2 separate regions of the Mus musculus genome follow, and region 2 is linked to region 1. Evidence: chromatin contacts called from public promoter capture Hi-C data. All regions are on one chromosome and are shown on one strand. The core of a region is the stretch at or near the end of the contact, and the rest is flanking DNA. Distances in the headings are between cores, read along the strand shown.

Evidence for each region. Promoter capture Hi-C pulls out the DNA fragments that hold promoters and counts their contacts.
Region 2: a contact with region 1 is called in a promoter capture Hi-C map of embryonic stem cells, with 2.2 times the contacts expected there. The contact joins the promoter of Sh2d7 here to the promoter of Sln in region 1. A contact is called at or near these places in 3 of 39 promoter capture datasets (the 3T3-L1 cell line, embryonic stem cells and hippocampal neurons).

Annotation. Positions count from the first base shown.
Region 1 is chr9:53,848,389-53,852,166 of GRCm38.p6, forward strand. It overlaps Sln (sarcolipin), which reads left to right and starts at 1,863. Exons shown (of 2, transcript NM_025540.2): 1 at 1,863-1,938.
Region 2 is chr9:54,532,444-54,536,221 of GRCm38.p6, forward strand. It overlaps Sh2d7 (SH2 domain containing 7), which reads left to right and starts at 1,680. Exons shown (of 6, transcript NM_173778.4): 1 at 1,680-1,878; 2 at 3,166-3,255. The coding sequence starts at 1,703.

The DNA.
Region 1 (3,778 bases), core at 613-3,112:
ATATTTATTTGCTTTTTAAAAACATACGTGTGAATATGTGTATGGACATGTGAGAGTTGGTTCTCTTCTTCTACCATGTGGATCTTGGGATTGAACTCAGGTTATCAGACTGGGCAGCAAGCACCTTTACCGACTATCATGCCCACATTAGTGGAAATCAAAATTTCTTGTACATTTATGTTTTTAAATATGTTACACTGAAAGCGTTGCTTTTAAAATGGACAAATAATAATTTTGAACAGCTAGAAAAAGGACAGCTGTGGCTTGGTGACTAGGAAAACATTCCCAAGCATTTGAAGCAAGCTGGCAAAAGCTTGGAGGGAGGCAGAAGACAGAAATCTGACTACGGTTACAGGGTTTGCCAGATGGCAACAGATAACAGCCAACGTTCGATTGTGCTATAATTAATATTCTCTATCTGTCACTTCAGCAAGCTATCGTTTTACAAGACAAGTGGTGACAGAATGTTGTAATTAGACCACCCTTCGAAGGGCTCATGTTGAAATAAAGAGATGGAATGGAAAATCCTCCTTTTGTTGGCGCCTCTGGGGCGGTAGGGATGGCGAGAAAGGCTTGACCGTGGATACAAGCATGCAGAGAGTTGTGTTTGCCCCTGCCTCTGGGCATGACCTATTTTTATGGACCCTAAGTGGGGACTGTCAGGGGAGATTTAATCTACTGTTCTTAAAGACAAGATTTACTGAGCAGTACAGTTACTGGGGTCATATTTAGATTCCTTGGTTGATGGCTTTCAAATCCACTTAAACATGGTAGAGACTTCACTTACTTCCTCAAATCTGATTTGTTACAAACTCGTCCTTGTCTGATTTGAGCCAGTGTTTGTTGTTGAAAATGGTGCCATTTCATTCCTTTAAGATATATTCTACGGGCTGGTGAGATGACTCAGTTGTTAAGAGCACTAGGTGTTCCATCATTGGTCTAGGGTTCGAATCCTAGTACCCACACAGTGGCTTACAATTGTCTGGGACTGGACAATGCACGCCTCCAACCTCCCAGGCTTCTGTACACACATGTGATGCACACAGTTATACACTTTCATGCAGGCAAAATATTCATATTCATAAAATACAACACAAAGGAAATAAAAATGATATATCCTAGATATTTCTATCTAGTCTAGAACTCACATTCCTACTCGTTTCGACCAGGTTAACTTCTAAGCCCCATTTAGCCAAATGACTGGGTTTTTGCAGTCTGTTTTACTGCTATGCTAGTTTAACTGACAAGGATACAAGCTCTGGCTCCCATGGCTGTTTCAGGAGAAATCAGCTGAACGCGTGAACTTGCTGGGCATTGCTTTGATGTGAAGCAGGAGATGGGGTTGGGAAGGGGATAACTTCTATGGCTAGGACAAAAGTCAGTTTTGAGGGAGACTTAAGGGGTTCTGGAGCTCGGTGTGGGAATGTGGGAACAAGGCAGAGAATTCTCCACATTGCAAACAGCTAGTGATAGGGGTGATGACGTGAAATCACATTTTCATAGCTTCACATGTCGAGTAGTGAAGATAGCTATTTGTTAAAACTGGTCTATTACTCTTGCTTTATGATGTTCTGAACATATGATTGAGACATTTATAAAGAGGTAAAAGATGGATTTAAAATCCCACACCACTACATCAAAAGTAGGCCGGAAACAAGAGCTTTCATATCCCTGTGTTGTTCATTTAAATTGGCAGCCAAAGGAGCAGAGCCCTTGCTACCATATTTCTATGCCCCCCCCCCCCAGTACAAATTGGCTGGAAACCTTTGGAGCTTGTCCCTTTGAGATGTCTCACCAGTGACATCACAGTGATTGTCACTTCCCTCAGACTACATTAGGCCCTGCCCAGAGTCCAGGAGCTCAGACAGCCGGGGAGACAGCTGGAGGTGGAGAGACTGAGGTCCTTGGTAGCCTGAGTGTGCCCCTGCTCCTCTTCAGGTAACAGCAAGACTTCGTACTTAGCAATCTATTCCTGTCTCTGTCTCTCTCTGTGTGCAGTTTTCAAATTAAAATGTTAACTAATGCTTATATTTCTCAGTGGAACAGGTAATCACAATATAGGGCATTTCCTAAGCTGCAAACTGAATATTGATTCCTGTTTTTCTTTGATATGTATTTTCTATTTTTCTAGTTTTATATAATTTTTCCACATCTGAGAAGAAAACCAATGTCAAATTTCTTGCACAGTTTGTTGCTGGTTTGTAAGGCTTTGGTTCATGCACAGGACAACCATTTTGGCTCATAGAGAAGGCAAAAGAGGAAGCCACAGCTCGTGTGTGGGCTCATAGCAGAGACATAGAACATGGGTGATTGAATAGCCACTTAACTCTGCTCATTCTTCCCAAAGGGTGTGGATGTGTGTGAAAGTAAGATCCCAGACTGAATTGCCATATACCTTGACAGAACTGCACCCACAGGGAACTCATCAAATTGGAGCTCTATTCATTTAAAAATATACAAAACAACAAATAATTAAGGTTTTCATCAAAAGTACAAGAAAGAGCAAAGGTTAAGCCAGAGGAAAGAGACGTTTGGTGCTCAGCCTGTAGCCAGAGAGGCTGGAAAAATGGAAGAGTGCAAAAGATGCAGGCAGCTGAAACATGAATTTTAAGAAACACCAGATAACTATCATTTACCAAGAAACAGATCGTTGGCGGTACCCCAGAAGTCCATTCCAAATCATTTCCCTCCTGCCTTCTGCCCCCAAGTGTGGAGCTTGACTGTCCTTCCTTGTTTTGAACATTTACCACCCTTAGTTGTGTTCCTGGTGCTTGCCTCTGTGTAAATGGAGTCACATTCTCAGCTCCTCCTGCAAATCCTCCTTTCATCCCACAGGTATGGTGTGAGATCCTTTCATCTTGCTCTGTAGCTAGAGGTCATATATTTTCTTCACTCCACGGCATTCAAATGAATGTGAATGCCACAATTGCACCCATTCTACTGTTGGTGGCCAGAGCTTTCCAATATGTGGTCTTGAGGGTCCATATTCAGGATGCCTTTGCTGTAAGCATTTCATTTAACAAGCCTTCCTCCTCTCTCTGAACACTCATGAACATTCTGTTCTCTTCTGCTACCCACTAATTTTCTTCTGCTTATTCTCTCTCTCAGACAGCTGGTTTTTTGTAAAGGTTTTCACTGGCAATTGACAATGTACATCATGCTAAGGGCTGAAAGAGAGATAATTAAAAGGGAAGGGGTTAGCAAGATTGCACTTGCTGCCAAGCTTGATAACCCGAGTTCTATCTCTGGGTGCCTTGGGAGGAAAGAGAGAACTAACTCCTGAAACTTGTTCTCTGATCCCTGAATGTGCACTGTGACACACGTGTGTCTCCTGCACCAGCTGCATACATAAATGAATGTAATAAAAATTAAGAATAAAAAGGGAAGGAACCATAATTCCATCATCATTGGCTATATTTTAAAATGAGATTCTATAATGTGTTCATTAGCACAATCTGGTAAGAACCTGTATATTATACTAACAATTACACAATAAAAGCTGATTATTCCACTGGTATCTATGCAATTAATAATTTGGTCCATTGATGACCAAACAAATACAACAGGTACAGTTAATTCAGTCAGGCCAAAAGTTGCTACAAAGTTTTGATCCTTTGAACTTTGACCTTTTGCAAACCAGTATTCTTTCCAACAAAATTTTCTTCCATGCTACAATCTTGTTCTACAATAATAGTATCCACTTAAATCATTTAAAACATAGAAGATTTAAATTTTAATTTGATTGTATAAACCAAGCGTCAACTTTACCAAAATTAGT
Region 2 (3,778 bases), core at 430-2,929, 680 kb after region 1:
GACATCTTCCCCTTCTTTTTCCGTAAATGGTTTTAATTGAAGTGGGACATGTAATTAGCAAAGAGCATAAGCTATGCTCCCATGAATTTTCATAGTGAGCACACCCCCCAGATGAGAAAGTGGAAACACACCAGCCCTTGACAGCTCCTCATCTGTTCCTAGAAGTCCATAAACACTGCCCCCCTGCACCACCACAGCCTCTGCTGTCTTAATTTTTAGCATCCTTGATTAGTTCTGCCCTGCTTTGAATGTATGTAAATGATCTTTCATCCTTTACCGCTTTGCTCCTACTCATTATAACGGCCCCGGAGCCAAACAATAGCCTCTAATTCCCAGTGTATGAGGAAACCGAGCTATCTCCAATGGCTCAACAACCTTCTGATACCCTAGGCCAAAATGTGATAGAATTGGGATTCTAACCCATGTCTGGGGGGGGGGGGGGCGGTGCTAATGCTTCTGCCACCTCAGCTTCAGTTTCTGCTGTAGAATGCTGACACCAGGATTGGGAATATTTGTGTGAATAAAGTGTTCTACCGCCTGCCCTAAATGGATGCCAAAATCCTGTCATTGAATTACTTTCCCCATAGTTGGCAACAGTCTTTCCTCACCAGGTACTTGGCTTCCTCCTTCAAAGATCCATGGTCACTCTTGGGCAAGACTGACTACTACCCATGACATGCAGCCAACACACTCTGTCTCCATCTCCCTGCTCCCCGCAGGCTGGGCTCATCTGGTGTGGTGTTACACAAGCAATCACACACATTTATTGTTTATCTACTGCCATTAGTAGTAAGTGCTTCTCTGGGAGTGTGGAGATGACTTGTCAGGTAAAGTGCTTGCTTCACAAGCATGAAGACCTGAATTTGTAGCCTCAGCACCCACATAAAAGCTGGACACACTGAGAGGCGGAGACAGGAATCCCAGGAACTTGCTGGCCAGACAGCCTACCTGAAACAGCAGTTCCAGGTTCAATGAGAGACTCTATCTCAAAAAGTAAGGTGGACACCAATAGAGGAAGACACCCGATATCAACCTCTAATTTCCAGACTTATGCATGGGTAAATACCTGTGTGTGTGTGTGTGTGTGTGTGCGCACGTGAGTGAGCGCTTTCTCTCTTTCTCTCTCATTCTCTCTCTCTCTCTCTCTCTCTCTCTCTCTCTCACACACACACACACACACACACACACACACACACACACACCACACAGAGAGTTGTCTTGTTCCCAGATTTATATGGTACACAGCAGGTACCTGATACAATCTGAAGTAAAAGGTAAAATTAATCAGCATGGAATTTCCCCACCAAAACACAAAAGCCCCAGTGAAGGAAGGATACAGTGAATTTAAATCCAGAGCTCTGTTCACAGGGGCAGTGCTGTGACTGCATCTTATGTCTGCTTTTCCACTGAGGCAAAGACTGGAGGTTGGGAAAAAAGAGGTCACAGGCATCAGCTTTTCTGCTGGCCCAGAGATCATGGAAATCCTGCCTGATCCTTACCAGGCTGCTACGATAGCCTCCTGCTAGTGACTCTAGCAGCCAAAATGCCTGGTCCCAAAGCTTCACACAGGAGAGCCATCTAATAGGACTCCTGTGTGCCACGGGCATTGAGAAGGGTGTGAGCACAGGCAAATGAGCTGCATCACGCATAGATATAAAGGACTGCAGCCATCAGGATTCACATATCATCAGTGCTCACCAGGATGGAGGGCGGCCCAGAGCAGCTCCATCTGGGCAAGGCACTGGAGGAGGCAGGGGGTGGGCGGGCCTTGGCTGAAATCCAAGAGCTGGCTCTGAAGTGGTTCATGGAGACACAGGCCCCCTCTATCCTACAGAATGGAGTTCTGCCCCCCTGGTTTCATGGATTCATCACTCGCAAGTAAGGCTGCCCCTGACCACAAGACCAGCATGATCTGCAGCTCCTCAGGGCTGGGAATATGGCCCAAGGACTCCAGAACCTTGGGCTCCTGACCTTTCCCTCACTAAGCAGGACCCTGGGGTAGAAGGGACAGATTGTAGAAGCTTTTGAAGGCACATATGGAGGGCATTTGCCTAGCGGGATCTTGGGTAGTTGCAGCTGTGGGAAGAACCACAGTGGACTGAGTAGGAGCTAGGCATGTTTAGATGAGTTCTGAGTATCTTGGTGAAAGTTAGAAGACCATGCCATGTGCCAGCACTGGAATGTTATTGTAATTGAGGTAGAAAACTGTCCAGGAAACCTAGACACATGATTATCCTGGCATAGAGGCAAGGATGTGAGACTTGGCATTGTGGTTGAGAGAGATCTTCAAGCTTCCCAAGTACTAGATGGAAAAAGGAATGAGAAACAAAGCCCACCAACCAGGTCCTGACCCAGTGTCTAACACAGCACCGGGGACAGCTTTGCGGACCACACGAGGCTGTGTTCAGGGGACCTGCAGCTGTCTTAATGCTCTGTGTTATGTCTTGATGCCCTTTGTTTGGAAATAAGGGGTCCCATATATTCATTTGGCACAGATCCCTGAAAATTATGAAGGTAGTTCTAGTGATGTAGTGATGTATTTGGTGAGTAAGTGGGTAAGGAATTATATGATCTGTGTTCTTCCAAGCCAAAGGAAAAAAATACTAGAATTTTCCATTGTACCTCAAAAACACTTGGTATCATGTAGAAGGACCCGAAGGGATGGTAGTGATTTTTTTTAAGCTCCTCTTGTAACCAAGCTTGAGACACAACAGCAGCTCTTTGCTACAGACACTCTTATGTAGTGTGCCTCTTGCACAACTACACACTTAGTCCCAAGACAGGGATCCCTACTGATGTGAAAGTTCCTGGTATAGTTCTTTCTATACAGTTATCTGAATAGAGAGCTGGAAGCTGCAGGTTGTGTCTATTGCTCCTGCTGACAAGGCTACATTGCAGGGTGGAAGGTGCCTGTCGCCTGGGGACTCACATTCAACGACAGACTGTCTTTAGTTTGCTCACTTGAGCCAGAACCAACCACAGACTGCACCTTGAAGGCCTCAGAGTCAGTCAAAGAGCTCAGAAGGTTCTCTATCAAGGGCTGAAAATCTGTCTCAATTTAGAACTCTAGGCCACTGTCTGAAAGGATCCTGAAGCAGATCCAATTCAGGCTGCTTGGTTACTGTGAGGGTACAGGTCCCAGTTAATGGTGTGTCCTCTGTCCAGGCAAACAGAGCAGCTACTCAGGGACAAAGCCCTCGGTTCCTTCCTCATCCGCCTCAGTGACCGGGCTGTCGGCTACATCTTGTCTTATAGGTAAGTGGGAAGCCCTCTATGAAGAGACAGGTAGCCTAGGGGTTCCATAACCCAGAACCTGCTGATGAGCACAGAGGTTCAGAAACCCACTATCTGGTTTTCTCTGGGCCCTGACGCCATAGTTCAGTCATCCTCTGCTTGGCCAACCCTTTCAGAGCACCAACACTATCAGCCAGGGATGTTGCTGCAGCCTTCAAAGGGATGAAGGGAGCCAGATGAAACATCTTCCCGGTGGGTGCAGATGAACTCTAAGTCCAGTGGCAGAGGAACAGGCTTGCTAGTGGGAAGAGGGCATGGTTGGGTATAAAGTCTTTCTACTAAGTGGACTGGCATGAGCGTAAGTACAAGATTTTGAGAGTCACAGATCCTTGGGTGCAGCCAGACAAATCTCTGGGAAAAGGATAGCCATAGATGAGAAGTCTGAGAACAAAGAAGGGATCCAGGCAGAGTGCTTAAGGAGGGAGAACTGGAGGCAGTCTGGAGGTGTGAAGGCTGTGACAACCCACAGCATTGGTTGGGTATG